Linked DNA regions of Mus musculus: region 2 is linked to region 1. The links are chromatin contacts, called in public ChIA-PET maps. All regions are on one chromosome and are shown on one strand. Each heading gives the region's core, a stretch centred on a gene start, on an enhancer-like site or on the middle of the called end of the contact. The rest is flanking DNA. Distances are from core to core; before and after follow the strand shown.

Region 1 (5,610 bases), core at 3,063-5,562:
AGATCCCCAAGCCTGGTGGTTCTCTTTCATCTGAGACCAGTTCACCTTTTCTATATTTAACCAGCTCCCACTGCTACCCCAAAGCAGAAGTGATTCCCAAAGAGCAAGCCAAGGGAACAAACCTTCTGGCGCAGAACTTCATTTTCTTCTTGGACCTGGTTGGTCCTCTGGCATTCCGCATCAAAGTTCAGGATCACAGGAACCGGTGCACAAAGTTAAAGAATAAGTCTCTGCCTGGCAAGATTTCAAAGTCCTTCCCAGCCAAACATTCAAACCCAGGGAACAGAGGACAGAATTGGCACTGTGGGAAGAGTCTCTTCCCAGTCCCTGGGCCTGCTACTCTAGACCACCTGACTCTTCTGGACTCAAGAGACACATGACAATCTGCCTGGCCAAGTCTTGCATAAGCCATAAATCCCAAACTCAAGCATTTTCCCCAGCACCAGCAGTAAAGAGCCCGTGTTCAGTAGACGTCACAATCTAAGCCTTAGTGAGGTTCATGCCAACATCCAGCTGGAAGCAAAACTGGAAGCAGAATCCACCACGAGGCCTTTCCTTTCTCCAGGCTGTCTCTCTCCATGGCAAACATGTAAATGGTTAAACCACTCTACAGACTGCACAGCCACACACCACCCCATGACCATCTATACTCCAGCTTAGGGTACTGGTCCTCCCCAGCTGCTGCCCAGAGTTCTGTTGGAAGCACAGAGTGGGTAGGAGGCAAACTGCAGCTCCAATGTGCATGACCTAGTTTGCAGGGTCATGACCTGTTTTGCACTGAAAAGATAATGAACAACAGGTTCCAGCTTCCCTGGAGGACTAACGTGGTCACGCTAAGTTCTTTGGAAAGTCCTCAGGAAGAAGAGGAAGGAGGAGAAGAGAAAGGCTGATTCACACTTATCCACAACAGGAAGGAGGGGGGGGAGCAAAGGCAGGAACCTCCATCAGAAGATGTCCCTCCCAGAGGTCAACACAGCTGCAGTGGCTGGGCCTCCACCACACCCAAATTTATCAGTCCCTCACCAGGCAGCCATATTCTCACATCAGATCCTGGGCCTTCAACAACATAGTTGTAGGCAGTGAATTACAGTGATGTTTTCTCTCCCTCCCACTCTCTCTCAAACACCTGAAAATATATTCCTAAAGCTACTCTATACTCTGGCAAGTGGAGCCACACTGATGTCACCGTCCCAGAAGGTAATCCAAACACAAGCGCCAGCCCCCAAACTGTTTTCATCTGCCGCCAAACCCGAGCAAAAGCAAGCAACAGCACCCCTCCACACCCAGAAACATGCACCATGCCCGGCTGCTCCTAACCCTTGAGCTGCCTGGCTGAGCCGGTACCAGCACCCAGAAGCTGCCAACTTCCCTGTCCACGCATATCAGCTATTACTGTCAGATGCAGAACTAAGAACTATGACTCCCTGGACTCGTGACAAAAATAACCCGCAATTTGTCAAGCCGCTCACATGACACCTGAGAGGGATCTTTGGGTATTTTGTGAAAGAAACGGGTGTCCCATGAGCAGTGACCCCTGACCTCCGTGCCTGGGTCCCTCAGACTACGGACACTGCCACACGCAGCAGAAAGGATATGCATGCACTGAAAGAGGACGCTCAGGAAGTTGTGCAGAGAAATAATGAATGTGTCGGCCCATTGTCGAGAAAAGTAGGTAGCAAAGGTGGGGTTGGTGTCTGGGGACGGCAAGAAGGGCAGGACAAACCAATCCTTCCACTCAGCCTGGTTCTGGAGCTCCGTGGCCTGCTTTGCAAAGAACTCCTGTGCCTTGTCATTTCGGTTTGTCTGCCAAGATACAAAGAAAGTTGCAAGGGAGGAGAAAGACAAGCCCCCGAGTCAGGTAGTCAGGTTCTTCACTGTTGCAGAGCAGCAGCCTTCGCATACCTCCTGTCAGGCCAGTAAAACAGTATCTATATATAAAGAAAATCATCACCTTTTTCTCCTTCCTTCCTTTCTTTCTTTTTTTTTTGTTTTTTGGTTTTTTTTGTTTGTTTTTTGGTTTTTTTTTTTCAAGACAGGATTTCTCTGTGTGGCCCTGACTGTCCTGGAACTCACTCTGTAGACCAGGCTGGCCTCGAACTCAGAAATCTGCCTGTCTCTGCCTCCCAAGTGCTGGGATTAAAGGCATGTGCCACCCCTGCCCGGCCTTTTCTCATTTCAAAGCTGATTTATACTGCAGTTCTGGGGCTGGGGGATAGCTCAGTTGTAGATCATTCATCTGGAATGCACAGAGTCCTAGGTTCAATCCCCAGCACCAGCTAAAACCAGGCACGCGGCACACCTGTCTACCTAGCACTTGAAATACTGAAGCAGGAAGATCAGAAGTTCAAGGTCATCCTCAACACATATCAAGTTAGAGGCCAGCCCAGGACACATGAGACTCAACCAATTTCAAAATCAAAAGTCAACTGAGGTTCTCTTGACAAGTGCCATACTGAAAACAATCCCTAGGTGATGCTCAAATAATCTAAATTAGTGCCCCAAATCAGCTACATTTTGTTTTGCTTTTAGAGACAGGGTTTCTCTGTGCAGCCCTGGCTATCCTAGAATTCACTCTGCAGCAGAGACTGGCCTCAAACTCAGAGATTCACCTACCCCTGCCTCCTGAGTGCTGGGAAAGAAGGGAGAAGTGCACCACCACTGCCAGCTCCAGCTTTGTATATAGTTTATATATAAAATATATATAACGTTTATAGTCCTTAAAATGCCACACAAGTTTACATGCTTAAAACCAAAAGGACATAGAACTGGGGAAAACCAATCAGATGATCTCTACAGATCATAAGACACTGGGGATGGGGAAACAGTCAAAAGCAAGAAGTACCTGGATTGTGTAGACAAGATAAAAGCGGAACAGGCTGGTTTTCAGTTTGTTGATGGTAGGTCGATAGATATCCTCCAAGCGGCTGAAGAGCCTGCGTTCCAGGTAGCTCCAATAATCCCGAAGGGCAGCCAAGTCGTAAACCTGCATCAACTGTTGCAGCTGGTCCACAATCTTGTCCACCTGAGGGGAGACAGACAGAAGGAAATTCTCACCTCACTATACATCGTATAGTTTCATCTTCTTCCTATGGCTCCCAGATGTAAAAACATATAGTCCAGTTGGCAATCTATAAAATCCCCAAGATATGTTAGCATACTAGCTTTCAAGTTATTTTCTCATGCTAGATACAGGACTTGGTGCTCTGGCAAGCTCGGAAATTCCAGAAAGCAAGAGCTTTGGCTCCAGGTGTTGAGTCTCCTTGACCAACTTGGCAATGTCACTTCAACAGCAGTCTTGATTGCCTCACACTGTAAAAATAAGTAAGAGCCAATGAGCCAGAGACAATTGCCAGGGTCCTCGTCCCAGCTCCACAGTTTCTGAATTCCAAGAGACACAGTGATTACTGGCTCCCTGCGGGTCATCAGAGTCCCACCTGAGCCTCAGTGGCTGCTGCCTTCAGTCAAAGACAATCACACCATGACAGTGTTTTGAATACCACTGCTGTCTGGAGTAGGGAAATGCTTTGCTTTGCCACCAAGCAACCAATAAACTCGAAAGGTAGAAACCAATATCCTAACTTCCTTCTGATGCGCCAACAACTAGCTCACCACCTCCCTCAATCCATCTGCCCAAGACCAATTTAACTCTGTACGTGCAAACATACAAATCATAAGCAAAGAAATCCCAAGCGCCTCTCAGTGGAAACTAGTATCAGAGAACTTTGTGCTTCAAAGCAGAAGGGAATCTTCCAATGATTCCCTGATGCCATTCTTACAATCTACCTCCCAGACCTGAACCCAGTCTTCTGGGCGCAGCCCCCTTTGCTCCCGCTTCTTCCATCAAAATTCAGACTTGCGCTCAACCATGGCTCTTAAAGTGTTGTAACCACGCCGGCCAGCCATTGGCTAGCACCTGCTGAGAGGCTGGCATGGAGTGAAGCCCTGTACCGGGAACCAGGGACCTGAGTCCCGATGCTCCTGACTCACTCACTGAGCAACTTCGGGCATGTCACGACCATCTCCGGCCCTCAGTTCCTCCTATGTCAAGCGAGGGCCAGACCGGAGACGCCTTCAGTCCCCTACCATGCAGTGACAGCGCCGCCCTCGCCCCGGAGGGCAGGGTTGGAGCAGGAGGCCCGCCCCCCGAGCCGCCTCCGCCGCCCCTGCCGACCCCTCACCCGGAACCCCTTCTCTTTGTCCGCCTTGATCTCCGCATCCAGCTGCCGCAGTGTGTGCGTGAAGCCACGGAAGAGCAGGTACTCCCGGACCAGCTCGTCTGTGCGCTCCACCGCCTCCGCCATCGCTGCGCGCGCGCGCTGCAAAAGACCCGAGCCGCTCAGGGCGGAGGGGCGGGGCTTGGAGCGACGGGGCGGAGCCTATCTCGGGCGCCTCGTACGTCACGCCACGCCCAACCTACCAACCTTGCGCTCCGCCCCGCCCCGCAGGCGCCCCGCCCATCTCCCCCTGTAGCCCCGCCCCTCCCTACTCTCAGCCAGCTCCCGGGCGTCTCGGCTTGCTGAAGTTTTCTGGTGATACAGAGTGTGTCCTGAGTTGCTAACACTGATGCCTCGATCCAAGTAAAGTAAAGCTGGACCTTGCGAACCTTCCACATATTCACAGGGCGGGGAGGGAGTGATGTTCCCAGCTTATTGGCATGACACTGCAGAATCTTTTGTCCTCTATCCTCCTCTTACAAAAGGAGAAAACTCGAGCCCCAACAGGTAAAGTGGCCAGTGTGAAGTCAACTCATAAAAGTCCAGCTTGGACCTCTTTTCTTTTCTTTTCTTTTCTTTTCTTTTCTTTTCTTTTCTTTTCTTTTCCTTTCCTTTCCTTTCCTTTCCTTTCCTTTCCTTTCTTTTCTTTTCTTTTCTTTTCTTTTCTTTTCTTTTCTTTTCTTTTCCTTCTTTTTTGGCCAGGGCCTCACACACGCTAGGCAAGCACCCTACCGCTGAGCTGCTTTTGGGTTTTGTCACAGTCTCACTAAATTGACCACACAGATCTTGAACTTGCAATAAAAAAAAAATCCCCACCACCAGTCCTGTCTAGCCCTGAGTTCCTGAGTAAGAAGGGTAAACTATACCAACCAAGATGTACCACTTAGAGAAATTTTAAAAAAGGCAAGTTTCAGAAGGGTGTGACCTATGGTCCCAGTTTCTTGTTAGTTTTTTCAATTAATTGTGGTTTTGTGAACAGTTTTTAAACTCAGGAAAATTGTAAAACAACCTATATTTTATTCTCTGAAGGACTTCCAGTTCCTTTTGCCTTCTTTCTTTTTCTTGTTTAGAAAATTATTTGAAGTTTTTACAAGGCATACATACACATTTTGCCTTATTTCTTCATCTTTGAGAGAGCACTGATAATGTCCACCAGGCACAGTCATAATGACGATTTGATAAGATAGTGCATGAAGACCAGGCGTGGTGGTGTATACTCTGGAGACAGAGCTAGGCAGGTCTCTGTGAGTTCAAGGCCAGCCATTCTTAATTAAAAAAAAAAAAAAAAAGCCGGGCATGGTGGTGCACGCCTTTAATCCCAACACTCGGGAGGCAGAGGCAGGCGGATTTCTGAGTTCGAGGCCAGCCTGGTCTACAAAGTGAGTTCCAGGACAGC
Region 2 (5,698 bases), core at 142-2,641, 55 kb after region 1:
AGATGGGAAAAGACAGGAAGAGCTAAGGTAATGAAGGCTGAAGTGACCTAGAGAGTGACTGTGCTGGCTAGTTGTGTGTCAACTTGACACAGGCTGGAGTTATCACAGAAAAAAGGAGCTTCAGTTGAGGAAATGCCTCCATGAGATCCAACTGTAAGGCATTTTCTCAATTAGTAATCAAGGGGGAAAGGCCCCTTGTGGGTGGGACCATCTCCGGGCTGGTAGTCTTGGGTTCTATAAGAGAGCAGGCTGAGCAAGCCAGGGGAGGCAAGCCAGTAAAGAACATCCCTCCATGGCCTCTGCATCAGCTCCTGCTTTCTGACCTGCTTGAGTTCCAGTCCTGACTTCCTTGGTGATGAACATCAGTATGGAAGTGTAAGCTGAATAAACCCTTTCCTCCCCAACTTGCTTCTTGGTCATGATGTTTGTGCAGGAATAGAAACCCTGACCAAGACAGTGATTAAATATGTTAAATATGTCTCTTCCACATCTTAATCTACTGAAGGAATGCAGAAAAATGTAAACACCTTGAGCAGCACCTTAAAACAAAGTTCAGATGTGACTACATCATTGATAAAGACTGTTCCTGGTCATCTGACGTGAGTGTTATCCTCCAAACTTCATAGGTGACCTCACTGATGACCTATCCCAAGTGCAAGATACATGTCCATGAGAAACAGACCAAGAGACCAGCATCTTCCTCCCTCCCTCACTTCGCCAATCTCTCTTGATTCCCTATCTCTAATGAGCTTATGTGCAGTTCTCTTAAAACCTCCAGACCTGATGTCTGACCTTCCAACATATCTATGGGAGGATCCAAGAAGTTGTGATGAGACTTGTAGATGATGCTGATGCAGCAGCCCAGGGTCCATCCTGTCTGTATCCTTCAGAATTGAGAGTCTCAGCTTATGAGACAAAAAGGGAAGGAAAAAGGGATCCTGCTGAGACTTTTAGAATTCTGAGCCACTCTCCATCACTTAATGAGAAGTTTAAAGTGCACTGAGAAGATGAGAATACTGGAAGCTGTCCATGATGAAGAAAGGAAACCTGGGGCAATCAAGATGACACAGCAAGTAAGGGCACCGGTGGCCAAGCCTGATACCTGAGTTATAACCCTGGAACCTGCATGGTGGAAGGAAATAACTGTCTCCTGTGCGTTGTCCATGATGTATGCTGTACCTCCTCTGATAAATAAGTGTAATTTTTAAATATAAAAGATGAAGGGAACATTTTGTCCCAGGAACTATAAGCTCAATGACTTTACCGTAGAAGGAGAAGTAAACAAAACAGGAGACTGCCAGCTTCTGACCTGGAAGCTAACAGACAGCAACTAAGCATCCCAAACAGGGCTCAGGACCCATTTGCAAAATGAAACTGAAAGTTTCAAGCGATCGAGAAGTTGCCGTCAACACCCAAGTGTTCCAGACTGGAAGAGCAAGGAACACCATGTTGACATGTCACTGTGACTCACAGTCTGTGACTTTGGCCTGTGCAGAATCTTACAGCAAGAAAGTAAAGGATTCCTTGGTCTGAAGACTTAGTGAAGACTTTCTTTAGGAAGCAAGTGAAACAGTGTAGGTGGCCACAAAATACAGAAGAGGAAACACTCCTAAATGACTTTGGGATAATCTTTTAAAAGAATAAAACTCTAGTAGAAAACAAATGATGGTTTGCATAGATGCGACAGATATACAATACATCCCTTGAAAGAAGAATTTGACATTACAAAGTTGCCAGATATCCCAGATTCATCTTTTGAGGTAATGCAAATGCTACCAGCATTCCAAAATGTTCCATTTCACTCAGCAAAATGCTTTGAAAATTAATCTGGAATAATGAAAAAAAAAGCTAGAATAATTTAAAGGAAAGTACAATAACCATTCAAATGCAGCTGTCCATGATGAATAATTTAGAAATAGTTCTAAAAGAAAACATAATGAGGAAAAACAAACTCAACCAAAAAAAGGATGCAACAAAGTTATCAATTTTAAAACAGAGAGAAACAGGATTGAGAGATGGCTCAGTCTTTAAAAATGTTTGCCGCACATGTAGGAGGAGAGGAGTTTGGCGTCCAGCAGACATATAAAAACTTGGATTGTCCCACACAACCCTGTAACTCCTGCAGTTTGGTGAGCAGGGACAGGAACATTGTAAGACTTGTTGGCTGCCACCCTAGGTGAAATAACACACCTCCAGGTTCAAGAAGAGACCTTGCTACAAAGGGACAAAGCAGAGGGACAGAGGACACCTGGCACCTCCCTCGAGTTTCTGTTTGAGTTATGTGTGGTCAAGGAAACACATGTACATACACCACACAGACAGACAGACAGACAGACAGACAGACAGACAGACACACACACACACACACACACACACACACACACACTTATGTAGTTTCTTCTGAAATTAAAGCCTTCCATTTTGAAGGGAAACTTAAGAAAGGATGCTTGTAGGGAAGAAAAACAGGATGTTCTAAGGAGGGGTGACATATTTCAAGGAATCTCATTAAGACAGGAAGTACACAACTCAAAATAGCTTCAGGGAGTTCCTGAAACTGATCAGATCCACTAGGACACACCCTCCCTTCCCAGATGTATATAAACTGTAAAGACTGCTGAGGGTCATTGTCAAATAAGCCAAGCTACAAAGAAGACTCCCAAACAAGCCCATCTGCTGGAAGAAGCTGAGACTCAGTGGGATTGCCTGGAGGAAACAAAGACCTGTTGAGCTGCCTGCACTGTGCTTCAGGTTCCCAACTTTGGTGAACTGTCACTCACGCTGGCATGGGCTTTGGTGACACAGTTGTCTTGGAGTCATTTCTGCTCCTGTAAATAACACTCACCCCTATTTCTGTAAGTAACCCCAATAAAACATTCATTTGCTAATTTGGACTTTGGTTGTATCCATACTTTGGTCAATAGTCAGTTCCCTATCAGGAATGAGTAGATGTTTCTTCAGGTCTCCCATGAGATCCTGGTTGAAGACATAGAAGTATTGTCTATTCTAAAAGAGAATTCCTGGGATACATAAGAATTTAAGGGCTGGAAAGATAGAGGCCCCAGCTGCCGGCCTGCCAGCCCGAGCTGGGCGCCTGGGCCCACATGATGGAAGGATGGAAGACTTGACAGCCACAGATTGTCCTCTTGATCGCTACTTACCCACTGTGGCAACTCCCCGTCCCCTGCTCATACATAATAAACTGTAAGTGAAAATAATTACTATGGATGGATATGTATCTACTAAGAGCAGTATGTCCACAAAAACCTGGGAAGATTATGGCATGATGTATTTCATCATAACAACAACAACAACAACAACAACAACAACAACAACAACAACAAAACACTTAAGTCTAAGGTGCACAGAGTCTTACTGTCTTGAAAAACAGGTGATTATTCAATAAATAATGCTGAGAAAATTGATGTTTTGGAGAGAAGTGATCATTTTCAACCCTAGAAACATAAACCCTTTAGTGTACAAAAGTCTTCATTAAAATTAAAAATACGGGCTGGTGAGATGGCTCAGCAGTTAAGAGCACTGACTGCTCTTCTGAAGGTCCTGAGTTCAAATCCCAGCAACCACATGGTGGCTCACAACCATCCATAATGAGATCTGATGCCTTCTCTGGAGTGTCTGAAGACAGCTACAGTATTACATATAATAAATAAATAAATCTTTAAAAAAATTAAAAGTACACAAAATATTTATGATAATGAAGACAAAATCAATATTCTTAATATACAGAGAGAATATGTAATTGAATCTCTAGTTAAAAGAAGAAAATATGGATTTATGATTAAAATTCCCCCCCCCTTTTTTTTGAGACAGGGTTTCTCTGTATAGCCCTGGCTGTCCTGGAACTCACTTTGTAGACCAGGCTGGCCTCAAACTCAGAAATCTGCCTGCCTCTGCCTTCCGAGTGCTGGGATTAAAGGTGTGCACCACTACGCCTGGCTCAAAATTTCCCCTTCTTGATACCACTAAACTGACATTAAAATATATTTTAGGAGCATAAGTCCCAAGGATAAAGAGAATGGAGCAGGAAACAATTGTGCTACATTTTGATGATGGACAGTAACAGGTCTGCCACCCCCAGGAAACAGGACTTACACAGGATCAGGTAAATAGCAGCATTTTGAGAAGTCTCAGAGATAGTCCTCAGTGTAGGGATAAACCTGGAGCCATGACAGGTTTAAACCCCTCTTGAGTACCACTGGATGTCTCGGCAGAAGACTTGAGGTCTGTTGTGTGGAAAGAGCAAAGTGCGGGGCTCTCTGGGCAGGCAGACGGCAGGCAGAGTTGGATGTGGGGGCTGGAGGGGAGACCATCCCGACATGGGCCCTCTAGTCAGTGTGCACACATAGAACACCAGCACCCCTGCTCATAATCTACCCAGAGTCCAGAATTCTCCTGGCCAGCTCCTGTCCCTTCAGGAAAGAGACTATGAGAACTTTTTCAGAATATTACAGCAGCATGGGACGGAAAGCATAGAGATGCTGAGACTCAGACTTCTCCAGCCCCAGTGCAGCACTCACAATTAAGGGCAATTTGAATTGTGGCCCTGGCAGTTGGTGGTTGAGCATGTCTGCATGTTGGACTAGAGTGAAGGCCAAGGCTCCACTTCAGGTTCTAAACCTCTGGTCAGCCTCTTGGAACAGTAGTTCTAAGTATGAGTAGATACACAGGGATCATCAGACAACTAAGAAAATGCAAGGGAGGGCTGGCAAGATGGTTCAGGGAATAAGAGCACTGACTGCTCTCCCGAAGGTCCTGAGTTCAAATCTCTCACAACCACCCATAATGAGATCTGATGCCCTCTGCTGGTGTGTCTGAAGAGAGCAACAGTGTACTTATATATAATAATAAATAAATCGACAGAGCGAGCAGAGGTCCTAAAATTCAATTCCCAACAATCACATGAAGGCTCACAACCATCTGTATAGCTACAGTGTATACTCATATACATAAAAATAAATAAATAAATAAATCTTTTTTAAAAATGCAAAGGAAAAAGAGCCAGATAAAAATAACTTTAAAAAAATTTTTAAAATATTATTCCATAGGAGTTCAAGATCATCCTTGGCTTTTTAACAAGTTCCCTTCCTTTAAAAAGGAAAAAAGAAAGAAAGAAAGAAAGAAAGAAAGAAAGAAAGAAAGAAAGAAAGAAAGAAAGGGAGAAAGAAAGAGAGAAAGAAAGAAAGAAAGAAAGAAAGAAAGAAAGAAAGAAAGAGAGAGAAAGGAAGGAAGAAAGAAAGAAAGAAAGAAAGAGAGAAAGGAAGAAAGAAAGAAAGAGAGAGAAAGGAAGGAAGAAAGAAAGAAAGAAAGAAAGAGAGAAAGGAAGAAAGAAAGAAAGAAAGAAAGAAAGAAAGAAAGAAAGAAAGAAAGAAAGGAAGGAAGGAAGGAAGGAAGGAAGGAAGGAAGGAAGGAAGGAAGGAAGGAAGAAAGAAAGAAAGAAAGAAAGAGAGAAAGAGAGAGAGAGAGAAAGAGAGAGAGAGAGAAAGAAACAGAAAAAGGAAAGAAAGTATTCTCATATCTAAAAGACTTCACAATCATAAATCAAAAAGAATATGAACAAAAAAGGAACATTGTATTCAGAGAACAAAAATAGCTCTAGAAACAATATTGCAAAAATGAACCTAAAAAAGACTTTAAAAATAAAAAGTTGTAACTTTTTTCCTCCAAACAACGAAAATACATA

What was found. ChIA-PET counts read pairs in DNA pulled down with a chosen protein or histone mark.
Region 2: a contact with region 1 is called in an RNA polymerase II ChIA-PET map of memory CD8 T cells, with 49 read pairs. The contact joins the enhancer-like site here to the promoter of Wdr91 in region 1. A contact is called at or near these places in 11 of 39 promoter capture datasets (the 3T3-L1 cell line, 3T3-L1-derived adipocytes, the HPC-7 cell line and 8 more), 1 of 484 Hi-C or Micro-C datasets (muscle stem cells), 6 of 115 datasets of contacts at active chromatin or transcription factors (the SCID.adh cell line, effector CD8 T cells, embryonic stem cells and 3 more) and 2 of 9 other capture datasets (liver and pancreatic islet).

Annotation. Positions count from the first base shown.
Region 1 is chr6:34,906,519-34,912,128 of GRCm38.p6, forward strand. It overlaps Wdr91 (WD repeat domain 91), which reads right to left and starts at 4,313. Exons shown (of 15, transcript NM_001013366.1): 1 at 4,179-4,313; 2 at 2,843-3,022; 3 at 1,596-1,803; 4 at 123-205. The coding sequence starts at 4,301.
Region 2 is chr6:34,964,935-34,970,632 of GRCm38.p6, forward strand. The region is part of intron 2 of Slc23a4 (solute carrier family 23 member 4); the gene reads right to left. Among named protein-coding and RNA genes, the nearest start is that of Slc23a4, 10 kb to the right of the region's middle. Within about 2 kb of position 1,392, at least 38 of the 459 cell types and tissues checked have an H3K27ac peak or open chromatin away from gene starts, as enhancers often do. A contact at or near this core is called in macrophages, memory CD8 T cells, muscle stem cells and 1 more, where this site is marked.